2 separate regions of the Mus musculus genome follow, and region 2 is linked to region 1. A link is a contact called in public Hi-C data. All regions are on one chromosome and are shown on one strand. The core of a region is the stretch at or near the end of the contact, and the rest is flanking DNA. Distances in the headings are between cores, read along the strand shown.

What was found. Hi-C and Micro-C count contacts between places; a contact is called where the count stands out from the background.
Region 2: a contact with region 1 is called in a Hi-C map of rod photoreceptor, with 3 times the contacts expected there. The contact joins two enhancer-like sites. A contact is called at or near these places in 1 of 39 promoter capture datasets (embryonic stem cells), 3 of 15 datasets of contacts at CTCF or cohesin (embryonic stem cells, large pre-B cells and pro-B cells), 54 of 484 Hi-C or Micro-C datasets (the AtT-20 cell line, B cells, the HL-1 cell line and 15 more) and 6 of 115 datasets of contacts at active chromatin or transcription factors (embryonic stem cells, large pre-B cells and vascular smooth muscle cells).

What each region holds. Positions count from the first base shown.
Region 1 is chr12:16,345,955-16,348,724 of GRCm38.p6, reverse strand. No RefSeq gene overlaps it. Among named protein-coding and RNA genes, the nearest start is that of Gm36372, 110 kb to the right of the region's middle. Within about 2 kb of position 1,269, at least 2 of the 459 cell types and tissues checked have an H3K27ac peak or open chromatin away from gene starts, as enhancers often do. A contact at or near this core is called in rod photoreceptor, where this site is marked.
Region 2 is chr12:16,506,003-16,508,702 of GRCm38.p6, reverse strand. No RefSeq gene overlaps it. Among named protein-coding and RNA genes, the nearest start is that of Lpin1, 82 kb to the left of the region's middle. Within about 2 kb of position 1,307, at least 11 of the 459 cell types and tissues checked have an H3K27ac peak or open chromatin away from gene starts, as enhancers often do. A contact at or near this core is called in rod photoreceptor, where this site is marked.

The DNA of each region.
Region 1 (2,770 bases), core at 20-2,519:
ATTGTCTATGGCCACTTTGTCTTACTTGATTTTAATCTACCTTTGATTTCTTTCTTTTTCCTGTCCTTTCTTGGGTGCATAGTGTTGCAAGATTCCTGTTGTCCAGGACTCTGAAGGTCTTATTTGAGGAGGATTGCTTTGTCTTTGAGTGCTTTGTCTAGGCTTCTGAAATTCAACACACCTAAGCACAAACTCATATTGCATCACCCAAACCTGACTCTGCCATAGATCTTCCTCTCAGATAGGGCTGCCATCATCTGTAGCATTTCAGAGAGGGATTGGATCTATCCTTCAATCCTGCCTTCTGGCCACCTCTGCTAACTAGCACAAGCATGGCACGGTCAGATCTATGGTAGTGAGCTTACAACTCTGTCCTTAATACGTGCATGTTTATTCATTCTTACTGCCAACCAATGCATGACATCCACAGGAACTGGTTTCTGTAGCTGGCCAGTCCTAACCATGATTTCCAAACTCAAGGAGATAGAAGATTTTTTTCTTTTTATGACCAAATCCCAAATCCTGATGGAATAGAGATACATCAACAGAAGTAATCAGTGTACAGCCTTTCTTCATTTGCTTAGTTAAGTTTCCTATCATCAGTTACATTTTCTCCTACCAACCCTGCATTCTTATCAGGGTTTTATAGTTGTGAGATAAGGATCCATAATATCTTTAACTCAGAGAAGCAGTTGAAATGGTCAATCCTTCCGTCCTGATACAGGTTGTAGCATGGTACTCCACAGTACAACCAGTGATAGAACAGTGCCAGACTAGAGCCAGGTACTCCAACATCACTAAATTGCTGACCCTGTCTATGTAAAGTATCTCCTGCCTCTGTGGCTTGCCCAAGTGCTCCGTCCTGGTCTTCTGTGGCCATCAAAAGGAGTGAGATATTGCATAGAGATGATTTAAAGCAGGGTTTAATAGTGTCTAGCTTGTTCCTACCAGATAAGTATCCCAAAGCTGTACTGTCAGTCATCACCCAGAGGTCAAGGTGCCACAATAATGAATTGACATAACAGCCCACTACCAGCTGAGGATGTCAGTGTCGTCTTTCCCCTGTGAATTCAGGGCTTCTTGGTCTCAACTGAAAGGCTGACATTCACAGTGATGAATAAGACATTTTTAATCACTAGTGTATGTCCCATAGGCATTCTGTCTGGGTATACTTGAAGATGGTGTGAGCGATGGTAATAAGGGAAGCCAGGTCTGCATCCCCACAAGCTATACTGCTGCTGCTGACAGGGAAGATGAGTACTTACTAATGCCCTGCCCTTGATCTGGGATTAGATATTGATGTGTACACCCAAGCCAGATTTTTCTGGCTTCCTTTGGAACCCGCTGGATCCCATTTTCAGAGAGAACAGAGTGCCAGTTTCTCTGTGTATTTCCAGAGTAAAACATTAATTATGTAAATGGCTCACTGAATTGGGCCTGTTGGGCAACCTCACATTTTAAAAATGATTCCCATTGCCCCGAAATCTGTTAGCATGCTCTGAAGAAGCTAATCGTTGTGAAATTTTCCATGCCAGGGCTCCAGTGTATGCGCTGCTCTTCAGGTTTCTAAACAACCTTTCTTTGTGGTCAAAATTCAAATCTCCTTTTCCCTTAATCTCACCAATTATTGGACATATATCAATCACAAGGGCTTTTATTTTAAGCATCCCAAATCCAAGATCATGTTAGAAACATGGAAATTTATTTTTCTTGCGGTTTGTCATTGCTTCCAACTTTGTAAGATAAACAAATTTTAATTTTTGAATTGGTGCATAGCACACGTACATTAAATACTTAAAGATCACTTATATTTGTCAATCTGTTAAAATGTATGGATGTTTCAAGTTATCACATAGCATAAGATAGAAAATAATTTTTTAAATCTTTTCTGTTACTTCGTCATATTTTATCACAGAATAACCTCATTTTGATTACTACCAACTTTAGATAGACTTTTCTTGTGTCTCTCTGTGTGTGTGGGTATACATGCACCACAATATGATATGTGCGTTTGCAAGTGTAAGTGCATGTGTAGATGCCTGTGTGTGTGTATATGTGTGTGTTTATGTGTGTGTGTATGTGTGTGTGAGAGAGAGAGAGACAGAGAGAGAGAGAGAGAGAGAGAGAGAGAGAGGGAGGGAGAGAGAGAGAGAGAGAGAGAGAGAGAGAGAGGGTTCCTTTAGCAGTCCCCGTTTTCCACCTTACGTAAAATAGGGTCTCATTGGATGATCACAGCTGTATACCCCAGACCTGCCCATAAGTTTTCAGGAGCTCTTCTGTGCTCACTTCCCACCTCCCCGTATATGCTCACACTATCATGTCCAACTTTACTTGAGACCAGAACTACTGCCATCTTATTTGTTCGGGTGCTTTGGCCACTGAACCATCTCCCCACCCTAGATTTTAATTGCAGTGTATAATTTTTGAGCCTAGCCCCTTCTTTTGAAAATCCACTTTCCTAGATTTACCCACATCATGCATACATTGGTGGGTGTCTATCTTCCCGTGTTGCCATTGCTTGGTGATACTGTCTACATGCTCATTACTCTGCGGATGGTGATTACAGCTATTCTCAGCATTTGACACATACCAACAAACCTGCCTTGGATATGCCTGCCCAGCCAACCCTCTCAGCGGGGAACTGCTTGCTTTTCTTCTGGGCACTCTGATGAGGGAGCATATAAGCTTGCAGTTTGGGGCTATTTTTGATTTTAGTATGTACAATCAAAGAGCTATCTAATTTGACTGATAGGACTCATATCTCAAGTAT
Region 2 (2,700 bases), core at 58-2,557, 160 kb before region 1:
CTTATAAGCACAAGGAACTATATTTTACCCCCAGAACTCATGGGAAAAGAAGCAGGGCTTGGTGGCTCTTGCTTCTAATACCAGCATTGGGGTGGCAGAAAAAGGTTCTGTCTCACTGGGGTTCATTGTCTAACTAGTCTAACCTACTTGGCAAGTTCCAGTGAACTACCCTGTCTCAAAACAAAACAAAACAAAACAAAACAAAACACAACAAAACCCCCAAACAACTAAACAACCAAAAAATCCCCAAAACAAACAAGGGGAGAGAGTATCTGAGAAATGATACCCGAGGTTGCACATGTAAATGCACATGCACACGCAATGCACACATGTGTGCCTGTGTACAAATAAACACACATCACAGCCATACATAAGAAAGTGACATTTCCTTCCACCCATCCCCCATCCTCTATGCCAGACAATAGGACTTCTCTTAGTATATACACAGAAACATGCAAAAATGGACTTTGTCCTCCAGGAGCCTCTGGCCAAAGGTGGAGTAGGGGGGTAAGAAAACAGACACAGAAATTCCCAGGTGAGACACACTGTAGATCTATGAAGCCTGGAGCTAAAAGGTGACATAAGAGTGGCCTGCTCCTTGTCATTCAGCAACCATATTGGGCTTTCCTGATCCCTAAAGTGTTAAGTCTCACGGTTCTGGAAGTCTTGGTTTCTAGAGGGCACTTGTAACCATCAGGTAATGTGAGTCCATCAACCCCGAGGGTTGCAGCTCCTTCCAGGTTGTACTGGGTTCCTTGTGAAGAGCCATTCCAGGAGTGGCTGTCCTGGGAGGAGTTATGGGCCCTGCTCCTCAGGAAGAAAGACAAGCTATACTGCTTCATGATGCTTCCCAATGGAGAGTGGGGTAGAAAGAGGTTTGTCATTGAGGTGGCCCTCTGGGCATCCCTGACACTCAGTTTTAAGTAAATGGGTAAGTTCCACAGCGGTAGCTAATAAGGATGCAACGAGCCCTGCTTGTCAGGTGCAGGGTCTTGGTCTCCCAAGTGCTTCAGCCTGGGAAGAACAGGGCCAGCTCTCCTGACTGCTGCAGGTAGTGAGGGGCCGTCATGGAGTGTCACCCTTGCACACACACCACCTCGTGGCAGACAGATGAGTGGCAGGGCCAGCTTTTCCACGCTCCCCCCCCCCCTCAGGCTGGCTCACCTGCGCCCCCACTGCTAGGGTCAGCTCTTCTGTGCTGTCCAGGTGGAGTGAGTATATATGTCTATAGAGGTGAGTATATTGTGCACATAGATGCCATTGGGGTTTTCCGCTGCTCCTCTCTGCTTGACTTCTCGAGACATCGTTGCTCACTGAACTATGAGTCTTATTACTTCCCCTAGACTGGCTGACCAGTGAGCCCCGGGGATCCTCCTGCCTCCGCGGTGCCTTTGGAGTTCCTTTGGAGTTCCTGTCTCCACACTTGCAGTCAGGCACTTCACTGACTGAGACGTCTCCCAGCGCCGGCTTGTTAATTTATTTGTAGACATATGGTGCTTTGTGTTTTTCCAGGGCTGAGTCTGCTTTATCATTATTATTTTTTGGTCTGTAACTTCCCCTGCTCTCATGCTTAGAATGTCAGTCTCAATCCATCTCTCAAAAAAAATGTCAACTAGAGAGGCTTTGCCGCTTAGCAGAGGGGAAGGGAAGGGCTGCCTGTCTTTGGAACCACAACTGACAGGTGGAGCTGATTTTTCTGTGTGATGATTTTCCCTCTAGCTGAGCAGGGCAAACTGCCTCCAGGGCCCCTATTAGCTGACATGGGGCTGAACAGCAAAGGCCTCGTGTTGTGTAGCTGTGAAGCCAGCAAGAAATGACACAGCATTCACACCTGAGGGTTTTTGTTTTTTGTTCCTACAATGAGCATCAGCCTGACCCAGAACTGGGTAGCTATAGCTCTCCTTTGTTCATTTGCAGTCTTGCTTTGGTTAATTGTCACAGACCTCAATGGCTTGAATACCATGTGGTAGTTTGTATCTTCCTCATTGATGGCTCTGACAAGCTGTGTAAGTGTCCCACTCTTCCACCCCAAACACAGTGGTTCTCAACCTTCCTAAAGCTGTGGCCCTTTAACACAGTTTCTCATGTGATGACCCCCCAGCCACAACATTATTATTATTTTTTGTTTAAATTATTATTATTATTAATCTTTTAATAGTCCAGTCGCTATCTCCCTCCCAGTTTGCTCTCTGACTGTTCCTCATCCAATTCCTCCTCCCCCATCTCCAAGAGGAGGTCTCCACCCCACCCATCCGCACCCTGCTAGGCCTCCCCACTCCCTGGGGCCTCAAGTCTCTTGGGGGTTAGATGCATCTTCTCTCATTGAGGCCAGACCAGGCAGTCCTGTGCTTCCTGTGCTGTATATGTGTTGGGGGCCTTATATCAGTTGGTGTATGCTGCCTGGTTGGTGGTTTAGTATCTGAGAGATCATGGGGACAAGGTTAGGTGAGACTGCTGGTCTCCCTATAGGGTCGCCTTCCTCCTCAGCTTCTTCCAGCTTTTCCCTAATTCAACCACAGGGGTCCTCAGTTTCTGTCCATTGGTTGGGTGTAAGTATCTGCATCTGACTCTTTCAGCTGCTTGTTGGGTTTCTCGGAGGACAGCCATGCTAGGCTGCTGTCTGTAAGCACATTATTATGACATAGCATCAGTAATAGTGTCGGGCTTTGGAGTTTCCCCTTGAGCTGGATTCTAATTTGG